Linked DNA regions of Mus musculus: region 1 is linked to region 2. Evidence: chromatin contacts called from public Hi-C data. All regions are on one chromosome and are shown on one strand. The core of a region is the stretch at or near the end of the contact, and the rest is flanking DNA. Distances in the headings are between cores, read along the strand shown.

Region 1 (4,792 bases), core at 1,539-4,038, 150 kb before region 2:
GGCCTGATACTGCCCCCAAAGCGGCACATCGCAGAACCAGTGGCAAGTTCTTGTCAGCTCCTGATGCACTCAGTGAGTATAGCTTAGCTGTTCTGTTCTTCATAACCCAGCACTGAAATACTGCACAGTGACTACAGTTCACACTAGCCCAGTCCCGGCTAAGAGTCTCCATGGGTACACACTCTGTGGCAGTGGAGTCTATAGCACAAGCATCTATAGCCTTATCATCAGCTGAGCCCAAGGCACAAGTTCCCAAGCACTTATTAGTTCTAACATCACACACCAAGAAGAAAAGTGGATCTGTCTGTCTGTCTGTCTGTCTGTCTCTCACACACACAAAATCATATACATGAAAATGCCCCACACTCACAGGCTTTCTGATTTTATAATATAAACTATAAATATACTATTTGACATTTTATAATCTTACTTTAAAGCTTTATGGTAGAAATCTTTCATAAAACTTAAGTATTTTTATAATATCTTTGCAAAAACTTGAAGATGGCTTCAATTTTGCAAGATGAAAGAGGCGCCAGAGATCAGTCAAGTAACAATGTAGATGTACTTAATACTACTGGGCTGTCTATTCAAACACAGTTCACAACATTATCCAAAAAGTCACACTTAGAATACTGCAAGTCATGTGGCTAAATAAGATGCTATTACAAGAAAAAGAGGGAGTTGCTAGAGAGTCAGCTCCGTGGATGAGAGTACATATTGCTCTCACAGAGGTTCCAAGTTTGGTTCCTAGCACCCACACTGGCTGGCTTATAACCATATATAACTCCAGTTCTAGGGGATCCAACTCCCTCTTCTGGCCTCCATAGGCACTGCACACATACACGCAGATAAACACTCATGTATATAAAAGAAACCCACAACAACAACAAACAACAGCAAACTTTTAAAAAGTGGCACCTACTACAGAAGATCTGGGTAGTATAGCCCTGCAATGCAGGTACCTGGTTCAGGGCTGCCTGTGATCTTTGATGCTAGGCTGCCATCCTCAGGACAAGCCAGAGGCCTTGCTACCTTCAAATGATACACAGAACTTCCCAAGGGTACTGCTTATTTCTCCATCTCGACATGGGGCCTTGCTCTGTTCCCAGAATGGCCTCTAAACTTTGGTCTCTAGTGAGCACCCTTCCTCAGTTTACTGAGGAGACAGGAGTACAGGAACAAAGCACCATGACTGACCAGGTCTGGGTTTTTAAGTGAGTGAAAATAGGTGATAGTATGCTAATAAATGTATTTCTTTGAGTACTGCAAAAATCCACACCAAACGAGGCAACAGAGAAAGTGCCCCAGGTTCCCAGGCCATCTAGGCAGTAACATGGAAGGAAGGGTGAGCTGCTAGCGTGGAGGCACACCTGGAAGCACTTTTCCAGCTATTCACAAGCTTACATGTGCAATAACCCAGAGCAAGGCTGGTGCCATCTGCCTAACCACCCAGGGCCCTATGCTTGCTAGGCAGCTACTCCACCAACAGAGCTACACTCCAGCCCTATCTAATCATCTTCCAGAGCCTTCAGCTCTTGAGCAGGTATGTGCTGAGGATCCTGAAACTTTCCTAAGACACAACTACGACATTAAAGGAGACATGTTTAAAAAACTCACAGGTCACAAGCTGAGAGCTTCTGAGAGTCAGCAGTGAGCCACCTTCCTGGCCGTCCCTGGTGCTGCACCCTGAAGGAAGATGCAGGGCCACTGACTCTGCTCTGAGGCTATGTACCATTCAGGCAACGCCCTCAGTCCCTCCTGTACCATTCATGCCATGTCCTTCCACCTCCTTCCCACCTCTAGCTGGCTGACAGGCACCCCTCAGCCTTTCCCAAGGCTAAAGGCTTGCATTCTATTCCCGTCTCCAGTCCTGGGCTACATCTAAGAACTCTTCACTCGGCACTCTTAACTGGAGAGGTCACTCATGTTCCAAACCAACTGTGTCCAGAACTGCATTGGGCTTTCATCTACACCCTTTCTGTCCTACAGCTCTGGTCTAGGAAATGTCATGCCTCCAGTCAGATTTCCTGGGCCTCTTGGCTCAGCAAGCTTCTGTCTGGGAGGTGTTCCCACAAGCTCCTTCTTCCTCCTCTTCTGGGGCCTCTGTGAGAATCATCCCAGCTCATGCCAGCTTTCTCTAAGTCTTTGGTCAATCCCTTCCTAGGATTCTTGGTTGGAAACCCCTGTATAGCCACTGTGCTGTGGGAACATCTGCCATTGTAAACAGCACTGAGCCCTGCATGGCTATTTATTACACACAAATACTCATAAAGGCTTAACTTGCAAAGCAGTCACAGGAAGAGTGACCACAGAAATGATTAATGGAGTTAAACTACTACAGTAATAGAAGTTAGGCGAGCAGGCTATTCACCCAACATCCTGCTGTGCTGTGCACACCCGTCTTGGTATAATTTAAGATGAAACAGTGTATTTGTGATGGTACTAGGTGGCCTGGGCACAAGGATATAGCAGTGGCAGATGACTTTAAAAGGGTCTTTTGAATGTAAACCCCTAGCCACAACACATGAGGACAATTCCTAAGTGACTAGTGGAAGGGAGACTAGCCTACAGGCTGGGTCAGCTGGACGAAGGGGACAATTCCGGTCCCGGTGGGAAGGTCTGTGACTGTTCAAGATCTTATCATATAACTCATTATAGCAGTGCACAATTTTAAAATTTTGAGTTGCTTTATTTCTGGAATTTTCCATTGAACATCCTCAGACTGGATCCCACGGAAAGCAAAACTGCAGATGCAGAGCCTGCTGCCTCTTCCCTGTTTCCCATCTGTTTTGTTCTCTAGCATGCCAGTGCCAAATGGAAAGGCTGTGCAAGCATTCCTGACATAGCACTGGCATGGACACACTGTTCCATGAATGCTCCAGTTGTACAGGAGAGAACAGGCAGTATCAGCCGAGGGCAAGGGCTGGGAAGTTATAGCACAGAGCACTCCAGACTGGAGGGAAAAACACATCTACATCATACTAGGTCCTTCCCACTATCTATCTAAGGGTTGAAATAAAAAAATGTATCTTCCAGCATAGTCTCTTGTAACAAGTTGTAACAAGGATGTGCCCCAGCAAACAAATGAGAACCCCAAAGAGACAAACACAGGAGCTAGTACAGTCGGGCGATGGAGAAGCCACAGGAAAGCCTAAGGCTGGAGGCTGACAACACAGCCCCAGACTAGAGTAGCAGACTGGGAAAACAGCTGCCAGCAGCTAACACACAGGTGTACAGTGACGGATGGACCAGCTTCTGTCTTTGGCTTCAGCAGCAGCCACCCAGGCTTCGAAAGATGGCATTATTAGAACTTAAGATGATTCATCTTGACTGGTAGGCCTGTAAGGGTATTTTCAGGAAGGATTAACTGAGGGGAGAGGACCCTCCCTCAGAGTAGGTGGCACCTTTCTGCAGCAAATCAAACAGGAAGAGGCGGTCCAAAAGAAGAGGCACTGCTGCCCGGTCCACCTCTGCTTTTTGCTTGTAAGTGCACCCAGTTCTCCTATTACTGCTGCCATCCATCATCTGACTCAGCCTCTTCGGCCTTGCCCCAGGGGGAGAAGACCAATGACTCCCCAGTACTCCCCTAGGCTTTCAGTGGGGACTCCAGCAGCCTTATGAACTGTGCACCTATATTTGGTTCTCAGCCTTCAGTGGGTAGATGGCTATTATGACACTACCCAGACCAGTCTGTGCCAGTCCTGTGAATCATCTTGTAACATACACACTCTATTCTTTTGTCAAGAGAACCATGCCTAATACAGACTGTGGTACCAGGAATGGGTCCAAAATAACAGCAACAATCCCTGAAACAATCCAGCTGCTGTGCCACTTGGAACACATGGTCTAGCAAACCTGATGGCACTGCTGCGTTGTCAGTGCTACATGGGGTAATGGTTGGGTCCTTTGAGGACCGCACAGGGGAATCACAGTGGAGGCCTTTGGAACTTTGGAACAAGGCCTTGCTCTCACCCACAGACAATGATTTTGAGAGAGAGCTCTTGGCCTGCTATGGGGACTTAGTGGAAACCTGAGAATCTGACAATGGGCTATTACCACATGACTTGAATTGCCCATCATAGGCTAGGCATTACCTACTAAGCCATAAAGTTGGACATGCAAAGCAGCAAAGCGACATCAATCGGAAGTGATAATATTTATGTAACTGAGCCCAAGTAGGTCATAGATGAAGTTACCCAAATGCCTATGGTTCCAACTACTCCAACAATGCCTTCTGTCTCCATGAACTCACTGCGTCAGGAGGCATGTTCTGTGACTGGACGACTAAAGAGAACAAAAGTGAGGCCTGATTTATGAATAGTGCTACCCTATGTAGAGTCCATTCCCCAGAAGAGGATAGCTAACTGTAGTATTACAGCACCTTTCTGGGACAACCCTGAAGGAAAATCCTGTGGTAGGCACAACTTTGGGCAGGGCAGAGTTGTATATTTTTAGTATTATTTTTATTCTCTTTATGCATGCATGCATGTTATTGGTGTGCACTGAGGTCAAAGGACAACCTGTGGGAGATAGTTCTCTCATTCTACTATATTGGTCCTGGGAATTGAACTCAGGTTGTCAGGCTTGGTGGCAAGCAAGCACCTTTAACTCAATAAGCCATCTTGCTGGCCATATACATTTCATTTGGACAGATGTACAATTTATACACTGACACAAAGGGCATGCCCAGTAGTTTGGATGAACAGCTGCAGACTTGGAAAGAACATGATTGGAAAATTGGTAAGATAGACATTTGGGGAAGAGGAATATAAACAGATCTCTTCAAATGAAG
Region 2 (4,706 bases), core at 1,589-4,088:
CCTGTGGTATGCATTTGGCGGGGGGTTGGGAGTGGTGGTGGTGGGGATGCGGCGGTGGGGTGGGGTGGGGTGGGAAGGCAGCTGTGGCTTTGTATCCTCTGCTGCCTACCTCTCAGAGTGTTCAGATACCCCTGCACAGGGCTTTACTCAGGCTGGGCTTGCATGCATACCCTTTAGTTAGGGTGAACCAGGGGTATGTAGGACCCTTGGAAACTGGGAAGGGGTTCTTCTGAGGGTAAAGTTTCATTAGCCAGAGTTTTAAGTACTGGGAAATAACTCCTTTGGATGGAGAGGCATTCCAGGAATCCCAGTTACTTGCTGGGTGGGTTCTTATTTGGGAAAAGAGGAAATTGAATTTGCCGGTCTGCTAAGGACTACTCGACCTTCCCCAGGTTGAGGGTGTGGGGTTCAGGCTCCCCGGACAAGGTCAGAGAAGGGGAAGTCCTGCTGAAGGGTGTCTGCCATTGTATGCCAAGCTCAGAGAAGCTATGACCCAAAGTCAAAGTAGACTTTGATCCTAATTCACAGGGTTTCCCCACATGACCACCCACCCACCCCCCAACCTCTGGGTATGCAAATGGAAGATCTTCCAACACCCCTGTCTTGGCCAATTGCACACAACCACATAAACCTTGCCCCAGGGATCCTGGCCACCTCCCCAGGGCCATAAATACTCCTTTCTCTCCCAACCCAACCCAACCCAACCCGTTAAACTGAACCAGTTTTCCAAAGCCCCCCCTCTTTCCTTTCTCTCTCTCTCTCTCTCTCTCTCTCTCTCTCTCTCTCTCTCTCTCTCTCTCCTCCCCACCCCCGTGTGTGTGTGTGTGTGTGTGTGTGTGTGTGTGTTCTTTATCTACGCACTGCCGACCAAGGCCTTACTTTGTATCCATCCTCCCTGGCCAAGCTTAAAGCCCCAGGGTATAGGAAGAGTCTGGGGAATGGTGCCTGATACCCTCATAAGCCTCATAAGGAGAGCCCTTTTCCCTCCCTGGGATGACAGCATTTAGAGGAGATTTAATCAGGAGAGAAGAATGGGCCTAAGAGAGTCTCTCCAGGGAGTTGGACTCTCAGTGCCCCCTGCTGGCAGCTCAGCAGCTCTGTAGTAATTGGCTAGGCGGCTCCTAGCCTGTTGGCGGCTATGGACGCAGCCACACTAGGGCCCTGCGGCTCGCTCTCTCTCTCTCTCTCTCTCTCTCTCTCTCTCTCTCTCTCTCTCTCTCTCCTCCCCACCCCCGTGTGTGTGTGTGTGTGTGTGTGTGTGTGTGTGTTCTTTATCTACGCACTGCCGACCAAGGCCTTACTTTGTATCCATCCTCCCTGGCCAAGCTTAAAGCCCCAGGGTATAGGAAGAGTCTGGGGAATGGTGCCTGATACCCTCATAAGCCTCATAAGGAGAGCCCTTTTCCCTCCCTGGGATGACAGCATTTAGAGGAGATTTAATCAGGAGAGAAGAATGGGCCTAAGAGAGTCTCTCCAGGGAGTTGGACTCTCAGTGCCCCCTGCTGGCAGCTCAGCAGCTCTGTAGTAATTGGCTAGGCGGCTCCTAGCCTGTTGGCGGCTATGGACGCAGCCACACTAGGGCCCTGCGGCTCGCTCTCTCTCTCTCTCTCTCTCTCTCTCTCTCTCTCTCTCTCTCTCTCTCTCTCTCTGCCTGCTTTCATGGGTCTCCCATGGATCCCCATGACAATCCTAATGGAACGGCCATTGTTTTCTCTCTCCCTGTGTACTTTAGACAGACACTGGCCAGGCCCCTTCCTCATGAGCTGGGGTCTGGGGTCCACAGAGTCTTTCTTGTCATCTGGCCCTTGTCAGGAGATTGACTTGGCCTTTGCCAGGGTATAGGCCACAGCTGCTGTGGCTGGTGCCTAAACTGGGAGGAGACGGGGGCAGGCCAGGTGGGATGGTGGCTTTTCTGTCCCATACTGGTGGAATGTTGATATAAAGGCTGGGGCTTCAACAGCCCTGGGGGAACTCTGGGGGAAGTTAAACACAGAGGGCACACTAGAAACAGGACAGACCAGGCTGGAACCTTAAACTTATAGCATTCCCAAAGACCCCATGGCACTGGTTCTGCCTAGTGGCAGATATTGATCTGGACCTCTGCCGTTCTGAAGGATGTAGGGTAGGGATGCCATGGTGCAGAGCCCTGATCACTGGGCAGCAGGGCTCAGAGTTCCCCTGCCTTGAGCCCAGCCAGATGTTCCTAGTGAGGATATCCATCCAGCCCCTGCCATCAAGGCCACTGACACAGAAGGAAGCACAGGAAAAGTCAGGGACTATGATGGTTTGTATATGCATGGCCCAGGGAGTGGCACTGTTGGGAGGTGTGGCCTTGTGGGTGTGGGCTTTAAGACCCTCATCCTGCCTGCCTGGAAGGATTCTGCTAGCAGCTTCAGATGAAGATATAAAACTCTCAGCTCCTCCTGCACCATGCCTGCCTGGATGGTGTCATGTTTCCACCTTGATGATAAAGGACTGAACCTCTGAACCTGTAAGCCAGCCCCAATTAAATGTTGTCCTTTTTAAGAGTTGCCTTGGTCATGGTGTCCGTTCACAGCAGTAAAACCCTAACTAAGACAGGGACTTTGGCAGATGGTGTTCTGGGTGAAGCTACTGCACACTCTTCAGCCTCCAGGGACAGTTGAGCTATGGACCATCCCTGGCTGCCTGAGAGCTTCTTCCCAGGGAACATCTACCTAATGAGATGGACAGCTGGATAGCAGGAGGTGCTGGCAGAGGGGGACATCTGCCTTGAGATGATGCTATCTATTTCTCCCGAAGCTTAGCTAACATCTATGGAAACTGGAGGCGTCAGGAGGAGACTTGGCTGCGTGTATGGATTACAGATGCTGCTCAGCTCTCTCCTGGGCGGCATCTTCTGACTCAGCCCAGGCTACCGCACACTGCAACAGTGGCCCGGAAGTGCAGGCAACTTGTGGGCGAGAGTGATCTCCGTGGAGTCCCCAGTCAACAACTGTCATGCAGAGACCTGGTGGCCTTCGGTTACACATTTTTTCCCCTTAGACTGGGTCTCTCTGTGTAGCTCTGGCTGTTCTGGAACTCGCTCTGTAGACCAGGCTGGCCTCGAACTCAGAGATCTGCCTGCCTCTGCCTCCCAAGTGCTGGGATGAAAGATGTGCACCACCATGGCCTGACTTACACCTGGCTTTTTTTTTTTAATTAAAAAAGCAGCCACAAACCTGTAAGATTTGTTTCTTTAATTAGCTTCCAGTGTTTAAGAGCCATGGCTCTACTCAGGCCTAACTTTAGATATCTGGTTCTGATTTTTTTTTCCTGATCTGTCTATATTTCCCCAGTATGCAGCTTCAGTCATTTCAAAGGTATCTGTTGGTTTTTTTTTTTTGAAAATAACTTCTTACTGCAAAATATATTTATGTAAAAGAAAATTTGTCTTTATATTTGCTGTAGAAAAAACTAGACTTTAACCAAAAAAAGGGGGGGGGGGACTGAATCTATATAACACCCGAGGGAGGAAAAACCACCACATTTCTGTCAGTCAGTCAGTCAGTCAGCAAGAACCCCTAAGCATGGTTGGGTGCAGGGACATTAGGTGACAGCTCTGGGTGTGCCTAATGCTTGCTACTCTTCAAATGGCGATAATCATCTCCATGACAACTCATTGTTGATGAGTCATATCATTCAGTGATATGACTTAATTACTAATTAATTAATTAATTGTGTTTCATCTGTATGTAAGTCTATGCTCTACATGATTTCCCTGGTGCTTGCAGAGGCCAGAAGATGTCGGAGCCCCTGGACCTGGGGTTACAGGCTGTTGTGAAGGGCCACATGGTTGCTAGGTATCAAACCCCGGTCCTCCCCATGAACAGCCAGAGCTCCTAACTGCTGAGACATCTCTAGCCCCAAAGCCCTGTCTTTAGGGCACGCTTTCTTTATGTTGTGAACTTGACAGATGAGTCTGTTTTGTCCAACTTGAATTTTCTTTTTCTTTCTTCTTCCTTCCTTTTTTCTTTCCTTTCTATCTTTTTTTCTTTTTAAGGTTTACTTTTAAGAGTACAGACAGGGCTGGTGAGATGGCTCAGTGGGTAAGAGCACCCGACTGCTCTTCCAAAGGTCCGGAGTTCAAATCCCAGCAACCACATGGTGGCTCACAACCATCTGTAGCAAGATCTGACGCCCTCTTCTGGAGTGTCTGAAGACAGCTACAGTGTACTTACATATAATAAATAAATAAATCTTAAAAAAAAAAAAAGAATAGGCAAGAATAATAAAAAAAAAAAAAGAGTACAGACAGGGTTTCTCTGTGTAGCCTTGGCTGTCCTGGAACTCACTCTGTAGACCCAGGCTGCCCTTTGAACTCAGAGATCTGCCTGCCTCTGCCTCCCAAGAGCTGGGATTAAAGGTGTGCACCACCCACTGGACTACATCCAAGGTGAAGTTCAGCTGTCTGGCCACCCAGGGGCCACTTTTTTTTTTTTTTTTTAACCAGGGAAAAAGGTGCCAGAGACTGTAGCTGACTTCCAGAGGTGGGCAGAATGGCTGGTCCAAGACAGGCAGTCATTACTGACTGTTCCTAGGGCTGAAGTGCCGTGTGTAGAGACACCTTTCACCCTACAGCCATTAAGGACTCAGGTAATCCATATTCTGATAGCTGACTAGTGTGGAGTCCTGGAAGCTGGGTACACTTAACACTTGTAAATGGCGACAAACTCCAATAAGACTTT

Evidence for each region. Hi-C and Micro-C count contacts between places; a contact is called where the count stands out from the background.
Region 1: a Hi-C map of cerebral cortex shows a contact between it and region 2, with 2.5 times the contacts expected there. The contact joins two enhancer-like sites. A contact is called at or near these places in 2 of 484 Hi-C or Micro-C datasets (cerebral cortex and nephron progenitors), 3 of 115 datasets of contacts at active chromatin or transcription factors (embryonic stem cells and neural progenitor cells) and 3 of 9 other capture datasets (adipose tissue, embryonic stem cells and pancreatic islet).

What each region holds. Positions count from the first base shown.
Region 1 is chr5:129,532,722-129,537,513 of GRCm38.p6, reverse strand. The region is part of intron 7 of Sfswap (splicing factor SWAP); the gene reads right to left. Among named protein-coding and RNA genes, the nearest start is that of Sfswap, 34 kb to the right of the region's middle. Within about 2 kb of position 2,788, at least 69 of the 459 cell types and tissues checked have an H3K27ac peak or open chromatin away from gene starts, as enhancers often do. A contact at or near this core is called in cerebral cortex, where this site is marked.
Region 2 is chr5:129,383,258-129,387,963 of GRCm38.p6, reverse strand. No RefSeq gene overlaps it. Among named protein-coding and RNA genes, the nearest start is that of Gm34145, 78 kb to the right of the region's middle. Within about 2 kb of position 2,838, at least 9 of the 459 cell types and tissues checked have an H3K27ac peak or open chromatin away from gene starts, as enhancers often do. A contact at or near this core is called in cerebral cortex, where this site is marked.